Linked DNA regions of Danio rerio: region 2 is linked to region 1. Evidence: chromatin contacts called from public Micro-C data. All regions are on one chromosome and are shown on one strand. Each heading gives the region's core, a stretch centred on a gene start, on an enhancer-like site or on the middle of the called end of the contact. The rest is flanking DNA. Distances are from core to core; before and after follow the strand shown.

Region 1 (7,350 bases), core at 2,180-4,679:
GTTGCATCCTGGGTAATGCACAAGGGAAATAACATAATTATAAGAACTCTTTAAATACAGGACAGTATGGCTGATGTTTATACAAGTTGACCTACTGGTGCAGTTCTTTGCAGTGATGGCATCACCGTAGAAACCAGGGGCGCAGATTTCGCAGTGCGGTCCAGCAGTGTTGTGCATGCAGCTCTGACACTCCCCCGTCAAAGGATGGCAGTCGCTGAACAACATGTTGGGGTCTGAGTTTCCATTGCAGTTGCACGGCTGGCATGTACTGCCAATCACAACTGGGTTGCCATAGTAACCTGGTGCACACCTGCATTCAGTACAAAAAATAACTATTTAATAATTACTAATGTGGCTATAAAAATAGTAATAATACTAATTTAGTAATAATAATGATACAAAAATATTAATGGTAATGATATCATAGAATATTTATAATCTAAAAAATGTAGTAAGTGATAAATGAAACATTTATACTGCAACTCCCAGAATAAATTATGTTATAAAAATGTCCTTATGTCATTTTATTTTCATTTTAATTCATGTTTATGACAGACAATAATAACATTCATAAAATAATGAGAAAAAGTATTACTAATTCTTAAAAAATCTTTGCTTTATTGCCACAGCCCTATCACCCTGTAGTCCGAGACCAGTTACTTACTGAAGCTGAGCAGGGCTGAGCCAGGTCAGTACCCGGATGGGAGACCACATGGTAAAAACTACAGTAAATTGCTGTTGGATATGGTGTTAATAGGGTCAGTAGGGGGGCGCTCAACCTGCAGTCTGTGTGGATCCTAATGCCCCAGTATAGTTAAGGGGACACTGTACTGTCAGTGAGCGCCATCTTATAGATGAGACGTTAAACCGAGGTCCTGACTCTGTGTGGTCATCTGTGTGTAACCCCGGTGTGATGGGTTCCCCCCCATCAGCCCTTACCGGCCTCCTAGTCATCCCCATCCAATGAATTGGACCTATAGTTGGTGTGTGGTGAGCGCATTGGCGCTGTTGTCCTGTGGCTGCCGTTGCATCATGCAATTGGATGCTGCACACTGGGGGTGGAGTGGAGAGACCCTCCGACTGTTAATGATTGTGAAGCACTTTGGGTGCATGGCCACATTACATTACATTGCTGCAATTATTTTTTATGGCATCTCCATGTAGCTCGATGCCAAGTGGTCCAGAATGTTGAAGCCAAACTCCTTAAAAATAGTGGCACAAATGTCCATGTTGCCCCATTCTACATTCCAATTTTAGTATTACATTCTAGTATTTTTATTTTATGAAAATACTTTTATTGTTTACAGAATCGTGAAATCTGATATTCTGCATCCCTATAACTCTACTAGATGTTTAAAATCTTGTCATTTTAGGTTGAATGTGCTTTTTAAACTAAATTAACTAAACTAAACTAATAATAAAATAAAATATTTGTAAATAAATAACCATATAATAATTGGATGTTTCACATCAGGGAGAGGCCAAGCCCGTCTTTTTCTGGTCTCCGAGGCTCTGTATTGATTGTGGAATTTCAAAATTAAACCAAAACAAACAATTACAATTGGTTGAGTTTGGCCATGAAAATTCAGAATTGTGTCTTAACCAGATGAGCCTTTAACGAAAAAAAGGAAACTTAAACGAAAAAAAATGGATGTGTGTGTATATATATATATATATATATATATATATATATATATATATATATATATATATATATATATATATATCACCAGGCTCTCCAGAATTTCGGGTGTTTCATTTTTAGATTTTGACTTTTGTTTTAATCAAATTTGATACGGCATGGCAAACGGAAAGAAAAACCTTTTGTATTCCGTGACTTGGTGGTCCTTTAAGGTAATCAAAAATCGCTGCTTACATGGTAGACTCTTAATAAGAGTATTAACTTAATCATATTAAAATCGGAGATTTGGTGTCCATGTAAATGTACTCGGAAAGTGTCAGGTGAAGTCGCGAGCTGTCAAAGACAGCGCATTCCTCTGCCTTTCAGCATGCGCTCTCAAATGTGTGTTGAAGTGTTTGATGTGTTTTCTTCAAACGCAACAAAAGTGTCTGCTTTGCGTTGTTGTGTCAGAATCCTTGTGAAATACAGCCATTCTTTCGAACACTTAGTTTAAGTAAATTTGATGAACGTGATCATACGTGTTGAATCTGAAGACAGTCGCTCCGGCTGCACTGTCCTGTGTGTGTGTGTGTGTGTCAGGCCCATGCACAGAGCACAGACCGTTACAGGGGCCGGTGCAAAGTGAAGAGCAATTGCCTCCTGAGAGGGGCACCTCAGCCAATGAGGGCAGAGGGGCAGTGGCTCTTGCCACCAGGCCACCCTCCTGTGCACGGCCCTGGTCTGTGTGCCTGTGTGTATGTGTGCGTGCGCGCGTGCATTTCTTGCAACAAACCTGCCTAAATGTCATTGTCCGTAGCAACTAAATCAAAAAGTTACAAATTGCCGTGAGATTGCGTTGCACTCTCAGCTCATTCAACATCATTCAAAAGAAAAGGTCCACATTGTCCCTCGATAATGTCAACAGACTGGACTGTCTTAGAAACTGGCTGAAGCAAAATTGTTTCTACTTTATAATTAATGTTCTCAACTTACAGCAATACAACTTTACAATTAGTGCAATTGTCTGTATTCAATACTTTAATATTATTATTATAATTTTCCAATTTCCATATTTGCAATGCCTGTATTTCGTTTTTTGCAGTCCACTTAGAATCCAACTTGGAAATTAATGTTTTCTTTATTGGCATTGTTTATATATATATATATATATATATATATATATATATATATAAATATAATAAAAATATTTGTTCTCCCTGCGTTCATGTGGGTTTCCTCCGGGTGCTCCCCCACAGTCCAAAGACATGCAGTACAGGTGAATTGGGTAGGCTAAATTGTCTGTAGTGGATGAGTGAGTGTGTGTGGATGTTTCCCAGAGATGGGTTGTGGCTGGAAGGGCATCCGCTGCGTAAAAACATGCTGGATAACTTGGTGGTTTATTCCGCTGTGGTGACCCTGGATTAATAAAGGGACTAATCTGACAAGAAAATGAATGATCGAATGAATGTTTCACATGTGTACCTTTCACACTTAGATCCAGCATAGCCAGGCATGCACAGGCACCGCATATTATTGGGCTTCTCCACACAGCGAATAGCAAAACTGTGAACAAGACCAAACAAATAACATCTTTTACTCTATGACAGAGGCATGTTGAGATATCCAGCACTGAAATGAATTTATTTTAAGGGAGTATTATCAGAATTTCAAAAAATCAGTCAGCCAATAAATTGACTTTGGTTTCTTTACAATTAAAGATGTTTACTGAATTCTTAAGCGTCATAACTATTAGCTCCGGTTAAAAAAAAATAAAAATGTGCTGCTCTGTCTTTTTCTTTCACTTTCCAGTTTCGTAATATAACTTGAATCAGTCCAATAAAAGCGGAGCAAACCATTACAAACAAAAGAGTAGGGGTGAAATAGCGAATGTACACAACTGAACATATGAACATATATAAACTGTATATGAATTTGAGCACTATTATATTCAATCAAATTATGGCTCTTACAGGGGGTAAAAGCCTAATAAATCAGAAAGAAAACAAAAGTCTGACTAAATTTCAATTCCACACAGATCATCAGAAGAAAAAGAATGTTTGAGATGAATGTGAAATAGGGGTTCAGATGATGAAATGAGACCACTGACTTGTTTGAAGCCACTTGCAGAGGGCAGGGGCAGCTTGAACAGGACACAGAGTGGCCATCGACAGTGTTGTTATGATGAAAACCGCCCAGGCACTTCTCACAGTGATTTCCGGCAGTATTATGGCGGCAGTTCTGCGTTTGAAAAGTTCAACACTCTGATTAAGCATTTATTCTTAAACTTCTCTTTCCCAGGATCTTAAATCTAAATCAGATTTACGACTTTGTTTATGACGAGTTTTACTGTACCCACTGGAATGTGCTATAACAGTATATTGCCTATGTCTACGCCTGGTATGTGATTTATGTATGACTTGAGATGTTTGACTCACCACACATATGCCAGAACCATCCAGACACTGATCCGAGTGCCCGTTGCAGTTGCAGGGGACACACTTCCCAAGGAAAAGACCTTTGTTGTCTCTGTAGTACCCTGGCGCACATTGCTGAGAGCAGAAAATGAAACATGTATGAACATTATAGCACAGTTTGAACAACTTTATCCAGGATTTATCAGTATTTCTTGGTTGCTCATAGTGATGGCTTTATCTTGTTGTTTCTTTAGCTCCAAAATAGCTCCATATAGCTTTTATTTTAGGATGTTGATGTTCATTCAACTGAAGCTGAAGGAGCTTTTTGTGGATCATTCTTTCATAGCAAACTAAAGGTAAGAGGGGTGTGGTCAAGTATATTGTGGTGAATTGTCTGTGAACTGACGTCGACAGAGAACAAGTGGCTGATTTAAGCATGGACAATATGGCCGATATGCACCCCCCTTCCCCCAACCTCCCGCTCCGTCGTTTGCCTAGAGCGCCAATTGAGCTTTCGATGGTCTTGCCAGTGAAGGATTGTCACTCCAAAAGCAGAAGCAAATAGTCAGACTTTGAAAATAAAAGTTTGTACTGTAATCTTCAATCAGTGGCCTAACTTGAACAGATAAATTGTTCAATTGATTAATTACAATCTGCGCTAGGAAAATAATGTTGTAAATTTCTGTATGTTCTGATTTGGCAAAATTATTAAGCAATAATTAATCCAGCCATTAACCAAATTTACTTTATGCAAATATATGAGTTGATGAAGACTAGTTAATTCATTTTATATGCACCTGACATAAAGTATGTCATTAATGGGGACTTTGTAAGAAGTCCAGATGTTTACTGACTGCAATGCTTAATTGGCCAATTTTACAGCTGATAAAAACATGTTTTACAGCCTGGTACAAAAGATGGTTTTGGTGCATATAGCTAATATAACCCTTTGTGCCAACTTTGAGGGGGGTGATTTTTTTTTTATAACTTATGCATTTAGTTTTTATTCAGTTATATTAAGTTTGCATAATTAAGGGTGTGGCCACTTGAGTGACAGCTAGATTTCGCTGGTCACCATCATTTCACCTCATCTGATTCCGGCTGATTAGCTGCTGAACTCGGCATGTACATCATATATACATATATTTTTTTTAGTTTAATGTGGCTTTACACAGGCAATTGCCGTTTGGAATTATTTCTTACAATTATCAGATGACATGGCATGCTGTGTGCACTTAATTGTGCTCACAAACCATTCAAGTGGCCTCCATTTCCCAGGTGAGTGAAATTAAATACGTGTAAACCACATCTATATATATATATATATATATATATATATATATATATATATATATATATATATATATATATATATATATATTTATTTTATTTAAGATAATTTATTATTTATATTTTTCTTTAGAACTTGAATGCACTCCAGAACCAGACAGAAGGATTAGCTGTAGGCTATAAAACATCTGAAATGTTGTCATACAGTGTTATGCCTGGATTTTATAAATAGCCTTGCATTTCCTAACACAGACTATATTTGAAGTGTTTGGGAGAAATTTCTTCCTGTAGAAAAACGTCATAAGAACAGTGCTTAGTGGCTCAATTTGCTACAACGGTGTTTTTTTAAAGACTAAACACTTCATTGATATAGTGTTGCAGGTAATGAAATATTAAGCATTTCTCCCAAAGAAAACACTGTCTAAGCAAAATGCTAGGAGGAATCTGTAGCTCCACTGACGCTCCGCCAATGACATGCAAACAAAATGTCGATGGTTGGCCATGCCTACTTGTAGCTTCTTTTGCGCTCTTCAGAAACCTATGGGTGATGTCAAGGATACTACGTCCATATCTTTTACAGTGGTTTTTAGTGACCACCATGAACAATATTCAAGACCTATATCATGATGGTGGTCTTGTTTGTAGTCGTAATATAGTGAATTACATTTGGACTAGGGGAAAAAAAGGTCTACAGCAGCACAGGATGTTACAAAATGCATTATTAAGCATTAAAGGGGACTTTCAGTTTAGATAATTTTTAAGTTTTAGACAGAACAATTAAATAGACATGAAAATTAAGTCCAGTTTAACATTAAAAAAATCTGTTTAACATTTCTTTCTTTGGTTAAACACAGAAGAAGATATTTAAAAAAAAGCTAAAAACAGGTAACCATTGACTTCTTTGGTATTTGTTTGTCCTATTATGGAAGTCAATAGTTACAGGTTTTTAGTTTTCTTAAAAATATCTTCAAAAAAGAAAGCTTTGGAACTATTTGAGGATGAGTAAATAAGGAGTAGCTCTTTGGATAAACTGTCCCTTTAAGAGAATTTGAGGATTTTTAATGTAAAAAAAAAAAAATTGTTCCTGTCAGAAACCCTGAACTTTTCACTTTATAAGACCTCATTATAGTCAGTAGCACTTCACAATTTGCTACCTTGTTTTTGTCAAAGCACACTACCTGACAGGAGTCTCCTAGATAGTTTCCTGGGCAAAGACAGATTTCAACATTGTTGGCATGGCGACCAGAGGGCATGTTTTCAGCCACCTCCAGCACAGCGGCCCGCAGAGACACAGACTGAGCCGACTGAGAGTGAAGCGCTCTGATCTGAAGAGACTCCAGGGCCACCAAAACCATCATCAGCTCCTCACGGGACACTGAATTCCCAGTCTGAGCATGCCTGAAACTCTCCTGCAATGACAGAGAACATGCATGCATTGAATTAACTTTGAGGACATTTCACATCATGTACAGAGAAGAACAAATAATTATCTTTGACTAAAATCGTGATTTATTTGAATTTCCTCACCTCTACCAGGTGGACAATGCCTTCATGGGGGTCTTCAGGAGAGGGATATTCTCTTTCCATGTACACAAGAGTCATCTGATTGCCCTGCACACACACACACACACACACACACACACACACACACACACACACACACACACACACACACAAACATCAAGTCGAGCTTTATTGTTATTCCGCTAAATGTGTGGGCATACAGAGGAACGAAATGTCTTGTCTCGCAGGACAACGGTGCTACATAATTTAATCATAAATACAAACACAACACTGGGTATAAGAGCTATTATAAAAACCTATGCATAACTAACATGTACAAATTTTATAAAATAAAATACTATATTATTTACTATTATATTTTAATTACTAATATTATACTTTAAATACTATACACATAAGACAGGCTATTCAAGTACTTTTGCATTAGCGGGCTGCGAGACGAATCGAGTTGAATCGAATACAAAAATATTTTCAATCAGGCTGAAGTTCAGCCTCAAGTAA
Region 2 (7,766 bases), core at 4,824-7,323, 170 kb after region 1:
GAACAAATATCCCCACAGGTATACGTATATAGGGTATATATAGCCTACAGGCCTATATTCATTTCTACCTTTATTGTGTTGGCTTCAATCCCAGAGAGGTTATTGTGTTAGCATGCTAGCAGCGTATCTGGCTGGATGGCGTGTTCGAACAGGTCTGTAGCATCGCGAAACTACTGATTTAACAAAGCAGTGCTTCCTCTCGCTCGCCCCTCAGTTTTGTTAAGCTCACATGCTTTGAAGTTCAGTCTGCCTGAAAGGAGAAAATCAGAGAGCGCTAACCGCCGATGAGGAACAAAAGGCCGGAGGTCTCGCCAAGAGAGCGTTGAAGCATTACAGACAGACAGACAACACTCAATATAGCCTTTATGATGAGATAGTGGATATGTGTGGTCAATGGGACGCGGAGTCTTACTAGCAAGCGCACACTGATTAGCAAGTGATTCGGAATTTGGACATTAGAGGATAATGTTTATAATATTTGAGGATTTTTGGGAGTCTGAGAGGAAGGAAAAAGAGGTTTTGTCCTTGTCTGAAAGCACAAAATAAAAACAATATGCTAAATCTTTAACTTTGCATCCATTTAGTGGTGAAATTGCTGCTTTAAAGGCAAATAATGGTATTAGCATCTGCATTTAAGACTGTTGGCATACATTTGAGTGAAATGCAGCAATATGAAGTGATAACAACAAGAAAAAGTGAGAGGGATCTGGATGCAGACCTGGTGCAGTGCAATCTAAGCTGCATCCAATGCTTTTTAATGGAGTCACCTAACCCCACCTCTAACCCTACCCGTCACAGTGACGTCACTCCCTTTTTTGAGTGCATTGTGTCTGACATTGCATCGCTGAGTGATACAATCTCAGCTTGCATCATAAAGGCTGCATCCAGATACTATTGGGAAAGGTCCTAAAAATATACTATAATTAGGGTTTTTTATTTATTTATTTAGTTTAAACTTCGATGCAGAACAGGCTTCCAAGGTACGAGGTTAAAAAAGTTACTTGATAGTACTCCAGACACTAGCATTAGCATGCTAGTGTTAACAGCTAAATTTCATTATGATTTAAAGGGCACCTATGTTGAAAGTCAACTATTTTAAGCTGTTTGGACAGAACTGTGAGTAGTTATAGTGTCTCCACAGTCATATTGAGGTAAAATAAACACAGTAAGTCTCTTTTTTTTTCCTGACATTAAAATGAGATCTAAATCCTTTCCATTTTGAGGCCCAACGCAACATGGCATAGGAGTGCGGTACTCCCCGCACACTGAATTGATTGACAGACACGTAGTAACATGTCAACAACACAGGATGTGCAGAAAGCAACTGGGATTAAAAGATCTGTTTAGCTCACTGTGATCATCTACGCCTCAAGAATGAGTTGCGGAACGCGTAGATAAATAGTGCTATTCGCAATTAGCCTAAAAAGACGCGTCAACATTTTGAGTTTACTCGTTTCATTCACGCATCAAATCCGCTTCATTCGCACGTCAAATTCACTTCAGAACAGACGTGGATTCGCGTCATAGGCAGAGCTTTTGTCTGCCTGGTGACTGTAGCTTTGTTGCTAAATGGCTAACATGGATTTTATTGAGAAAATAATTGTTTATGTGCTTTATGAAGGCTGAAAAACAGCGTCTATACATTTGGGGCTGTGTCCACTAGGTGCTTTCAGAAGTGCACCCAGCTCTGTGAGCTCATAAACTTCTCCAGAAACTTAACCTGGATGATGGAAGCTTTCAGCGGTGCTTCTGACTGAGCCGAGCCCAGTTTGATGAACTGTTGTCCGTGTAGGAAGGAGAATTTTCCCCTGGGACACCAACAACAGGCACTACGTCATAATCACGCCCCCACAAGGGCAAGCTCTTGATTGGTTAACGTGGCGCGAATGTCCGCTGAAGTTCTGTTTTTTCAATACCTCGCTCAATTCGCTGGTATTGCGTCATTTGCGCCTCGCCTTTCACACTTATCATGCCGCAGGATGTCTATTCTTTGCATTGGCTTAACATGTAAATCACTCGCGCTTGATGCTTCTTCCACGTCTGGTGTAAACGCAGCATTACAAGTTTAAAACATTTGGAAAAATAGTGCATGTTTATAATAAATACAGTAAAATCGTTGCGTAATTCATCACCACAGTTGCATAGTGTGAGTACAATTATAAAAGAAGACGCTTCAATCCTGGTTTGTTGACTTAAATCAAGTTTACTTTTTACATGAACATAACATATATCCATACAGCAGTGTATATTAACATGTATCCTGTCACATTTGTCATGCAAAAACAGTGCAAAGCTAAACGTATGCGTGTTTGCCAGTGAACTTTATAACAACATTGTATGTGACTCATCGTTGCAGAAAGGCTTGAATTAACGCCACAACAAATACATTAAATAACAGTTGGGAAAGTTCTTACTGTAGTAAGCGAGATCTGCTTCATTCTTGTCTGTGCTGTTTATCTACATGAAGACTACAGGCATGTGAGAAGAGTGGGCGGGGAGAACCGATTCATTTTCATAAAAGGCACAGGTAACAAAAAACAGCTACAATATCCAAACAGCTCAAGTTTTACAGATTTTAAAGGGTATAATGAATAATCTGATGGGTATTTTGAGCTGAAACTTTACAGACACATTCTGGAGACACAAAAGACTTATATTAAGATTTTTTATTAAGATCAAGATATTAAATCTTGAAAAAGGGGTAAAATATGTACCCTTTAAATTTTAGGCTCAACAAATTCTGTTTCAGCGACACTAAAATATAAGTTTCATTGGATCTACTAAATTTAATGAAGGTAACTGGTTGCAAACAATTTATATGGGTTGAGTTTAAACAAACAAATTAAGTCAAACATTACTACATTTAATTTGTTTAAATTCAGCCCATATAAATTGTTTGCAACCAGTTACCTTCATTAAATTTAGTAAATCCAATGGATCTTTTTCATCCAGTGACTTTTGTATGAGAAAAAATTACAAATGCATTACGTTTCCATGTTATATTTATTTTTACACAACACAATACCAAGTTTGTTGATTTTTCTTAAAACAATATTTAGTGGAAAAGGCCTGATGAAAACCTTTGTTGTCATTTTAAACAACTACAAATTCTGTGAAAAAAGTAGATTTTTATTTGAAATATGGTAGAAATGTTATCTGATGTATGTGTATCTCTCTATAATGAATCTAGCCATTATATGATTGAAACTGAGGAAAGGCCACTGGTGTTTTGTGACCTCTGCAATCGAATGGAGATAAATAAGACAAGCTGTGCTGCGAACAGAAAGAGATGGGAGATGGGAGACAGAGAACCTACCAAAACGTGAGTGAAAATAACAGCATGTCTTTCTGGTGAACAGCAGACTGCCGGCAGCTGTGAGATGGTGACTAAACTGAAGAGGAAGGCGACTGCAGCAGGTGAAATCACACATGACAGCTGTTACAAACACAGGACCAATAAATACACAGCATAAAAAATTGCACTGTCACTAATGCTCAAGTGGGCGACGCAGTGGCGCAGTAGATAGTGCTGTCGCCTCACAGCAAGAAGGTCGCTGGTTCAAACCTCGGCTCGGCTCAGTTGGCATTTCTGTGTGGAGTTTGCATGTTCTCCCTGCATTCGCGTGTGTTTCCTCCGGATGCTCCGGTTTCCTCCACAGTCCTAAGACATGTGGTACAGGTGAATTGAGTAGGCTAAATTGTCCCTAGTGTATGAGTGTGTGTATGAATGAGTGTGTGGATGTTTCCCAGAGATGTGTTGCGGCTGGAAGGGCATCCGCTGCGTAAAAATGTGCTGGATAAGTTGGCGGTTCATTCCGCTGTGGCAACCCTGGATTAATAAAAGAACTAATCCGACAAGAAAATGAACTATTGCTCAAGTGATAGACACTATGTTGCCAAAAACACTGAATGAACCTTAATAAAATATAAATATTATAGTAATAAAAAAATATATAAAACAAAAAATGTTAAATGTTAAAATTATCCATTAAACATAAAATTATAAAAAAAACTATTAAAGCACACAAAACTACATAAATATGGGATAAAATAAATATAAAAATTCTAAATATTAATAAATACTACACAAAATAAACTATTATAAGACTGCATTGAGATTTGCAGGTAAAATTCCGGTTAAAAATTTATCTTTTTTATTAATAAGGAAGGAAATTTCATTATAGATATATCATTAAAATTTCAAACATCAAAAACAGGGGATATTTAATTATTAAAGTAACTTTACTGTGAATATTTGATCTAAAGCTTGCAATACCTCAGGAGCTCATTTATTTTTTAAGTGATTAATTTATTGCCATTTTATCAGATAATTGTTTTGCACCAAAATTTATTTTAGTGTCTGATTAAAACATTAATTATTACCTTAGTAAATACATACCATTACAGCATAATAACATGGGTGTTTTGGCATGGCTCCCCCCAAATAATATAAACCAACATATTAAAATTAGATCTGTGACCTACGATTCAGTACATTATCTAGAGAAAAATGTTACCATGAACTACAAAACATCCCACTTAACAAAGAGCATTCCAATATGGTTCCCATTTGGTTCTCATGTGGTAATAGGGTATATGCGTAAGGACTTTTAATTTATCAGTTACCTGTGTTGAGCAATTCCGATGAACTGTGTGCCATTGCAAAATCTGCACAGTTAAAATCTGTTTTCTTTAATAATCAGCGATCTCCACTGGCTGAGTGATATCTGATAAAAAGTGGGTCTTAGATTGTACAAGAAGCACTGCATTACATTACCCCATTATATTCCCCCGCCATGTCTTTAAAATATCAACATTTATTTTACCCAAGCATATTCAACGGAGCTTCTGCTCTAGCCTGCTGATTCTGACGGACATGTGCGAGTAAACGGCTTTTTGTCTCGTTTTACGGTTGAGCGACTAAGTGATTGACAAAGTCTTTTTAACTGATTGTATTGTAATTACATTAAAACATCGATGGTGTAAAAGGAACCGTGTAAAATGGGAAAAACACACATTAACCATTCACCGGAAGTTTATCAGCATGGAAAGAAACACTAGATCTGCATATCCTCTATTCTAGGATGTTCTAGGAACAGGCACTGTATGTTTTTTTTTTGGTAACCAATAACTAACCTTTCCTTTTTTGTAATACCTAAAGTGAACCTAAAAGAGAATGTTCTACTGGGGCTGGGTAATATGGCAAAAATGCAGTCTCGATAATTATTTTCCATATTGAACGATAACGATATATATTTCAATGTAAGTTATTAATGCTTCCAGATTTAAAAGAGTACCACAGCAATGACTGAAGACAGAAAAAATAGAGGGTCCACTAAATGGCATTTTCAGTGGCTGAAAATTCAGCGCATCTCTAATGTCAACAACACACTTTTAGATTTCTATTGTTGCACCTTTCGGCTGAGTGATTGGGTCTTAGATCAATATGGAGTAAAAATCCAGAGCTTATCATTGTTTTTAACATAAATTTCATCACAATTCGATATTATATCTAATTCACCTGTACCGCATGTCTTTGGATTCATGGGGAAACCAAAGCACCCGGAGGAAACCCATGCAAACATGCCAACTCCACACAGAAATGCCAACTGACCCAGCCAGGGCTCGAAGCAGCGGCCTTCTTGCTGTGAGGCGATCGTGCTACTCACTGCACCCCCATAATGCCCAACTAACCAACATACTGGGAACAAACATTTTTTTTTTTTAGCTGGGATGCAACAACGACTAAAACATAAAATAAAGATAAAAGATTGTTTTTGAAAATACATGCGAGAACAGGACATGACAGCCTGATATTCTTCCGAACCGCATTATAGCATTTCAACATTTCAAACTCAAACATGGGTTCTCAGAAGCACATCTGTTTCTGAGATGTGTGAAACTCACACTTGGTCCTACACAGTTATTACTCTTCCACACAGGGACAAGAAGAGCTGTAATCTTCAAGACTCTAATAACGGAGCAACACGAGATTCCCATGCTTCAGCTGAGCCTTCTCAAGTGACGACCACTCTAAAACAGCTGTTTACCCAAACCAGCTAACCTAGTAGAGAGAATGGAAACAGCCCTGTTAAACATGTTCGTTTACCATTTTCAGTCTCAGACTTTTCATGTAGCATAGAGTTGATTCCTACCGCCACCTAGTGGTGATTTAACACAGCACGTTCGTTTTCCCATTGGAAATTTTTAAAATAAGATTTAAACCTGTAAACGGAACAAAATCCTTTCTGAATGATCCTCAACCAAGCTTTAGTGGATTTAGAATTTTTGGGGGGGTTATTTTTCATCTGGAAAGTTCAAAGACACCTTGCTTCAGTCTCCACTTCTGCTAAATCAAGCATCCGTATAACATCTGCTGATCCATGGGTCCACAAAACTAATGAATACATAAAACTTGCTTCCAGAACTTTTCAAAGGTCTTTCCAAATCATTCATTCATTAATTTTCCTTTGGCTTAGTCCCATATTTATCGTGTTGCCACAGCGGAATGAACCGCCAACTATTCCAACATGTTTTACGCAGGATGCCCTCCCACCCGTAACTCAGTACTGGGATACACCCTCACACAATCTCAATCATACGCACACCTACACACTATGACCAATTTAGTTCATCCAATTCACCTATAGCGACTTCTGAGCATTCGGAGTAAATCCACCTGAACATGGGAAGAACATGTAAACTCCACACAGAAGCTATAACTCGTCCAGCCGGGATTCGAACCAGCGACCTTCTTGCTGTGAGGTGGCAGTGCTAACCACTCAATCAGTTTCTGCATTTACTGGTAATGTGGTCAACACAGTGATGTTCAGCAAGATTCTGTTTTCTGCATTAAAATGTGTTTTCAGAAGGTTATCTTGCAAATCCCGGCCAACTGAGGGCAAACAAATCATTCCCCTTGATAACATCCTCCAAGGTTTTCTGGTAAAAAAAAACATCAAGCTCAGGAATGAAGCTGTCAGATGTGTCTCTAAGAACTGTCTATCTGTGGCCATTGACCTTCAAAGATAATCAAGCAACCTTTTTTATAGCTTTTATGAGACATGTTCAACAAATGCATACAGTGTAACAGCTCAAGCTAATTTAAAGGGGACCTAATGCAACCCTTTTTACAACGTGTAAAATAAGTCCCTAATGTTTCTAGAGTGTGTATGTGAAGTTTTAGCTCAAAACACTCCACAAATATATTTTTTATAACTCATTGAAACTACCTCATTTATTACTTTGATGCAAATTGTGCTGTTTTTGGTGACTGTCACTTTAAATTCAAATGAGATTGTGCTCTTTTCACAAGAGAGCGGAGCTACAAATGCCTGTGGCTCTGCATAGCAGCAGATTCAAAACAGGACTTATGTTATCTCTTTGAAAAGCAAAACAAGTCAAAAGAAGTGTCTCAGAAGAAGGCAGTCTATGGAAACCACAGGGTTCATTTGTGCATCTTAAAACTCCACTTTTATAATGCTTCTATAGCTCCCGGTCACACTGCACTTTTCGCCCCATGGACTGCAATTCATGCAAATGCAGCAGACATGCGTGACAAGTTTTGCAGTTCGCTGCATTGTAAAGTTCAAGCTTGGTGAACTCTACCCTGTGAAATTGCATCAAATGACTGCGTGAGACCAGTCGAAGATCAAAACATGACCTCTCTGGACAGAAATGAAAATATGGACCAATCACTTACATTTTTAATGTTGAATCATCTTGTTTAATCCCGCTCATTTTTGCAGCGTTGTACAACAGAATTT

The links. A called contact is a pair of places that touch in the nucleus more often than the background predicts.
Region 2: a contact with region 1 is called in a Micro-C map of caudal fin, with 2.2 times the contacts expected there. The contact joins two enhancer-like sites. A contact is called at or near these places in 2 of 18 Hi-C or Micro-C datasets (caudal fin and an unstated tissue).

What each region holds. Positions count from the first base shown.
Region 1 is chr23:9,752,937-9,760,286 of GRCz12tu, forward strand. lama5 (laminin, alpha 5) reads right to left here. Exons shown (of 80, transcript NM_001039171.1): 40 at 6,853-6,936; 41 at 6,504-6,734; 42 at 4,057-4,170; 43 at 3,729-3,859; 44 at 3,104-3,184; 45 at 96-310; 46 at 1-8. Among named protein-coding and RNA genes, the nearest start is that of adrm1, 66 kb to the left of the region's middle. Within about 2 kb of position 3,430, at least 1 of the 62 cell types and tissues checked has an H3K27ac peak or open chromatin away from gene starts, as enhancers often do. A contact at or near this core is called in caudal fin, where this site is marked.
Region 2 is chr23:9,920,503-9,928,268 of GRCz12tu, forward strand. No RefSeq gene overlaps it. Among named protein-coding and RNA genes, the nearest start is that of mapre1b, 19 kb to the right of the region's middle. Within about 2 kb of position 6,074, at least 5 of the 62 cell types and tissues checked have an H3K27ac peak or open chromatin away from gene starts, as enhancers often do. A contact at or near this core is called in caudal fin, where this site is marked.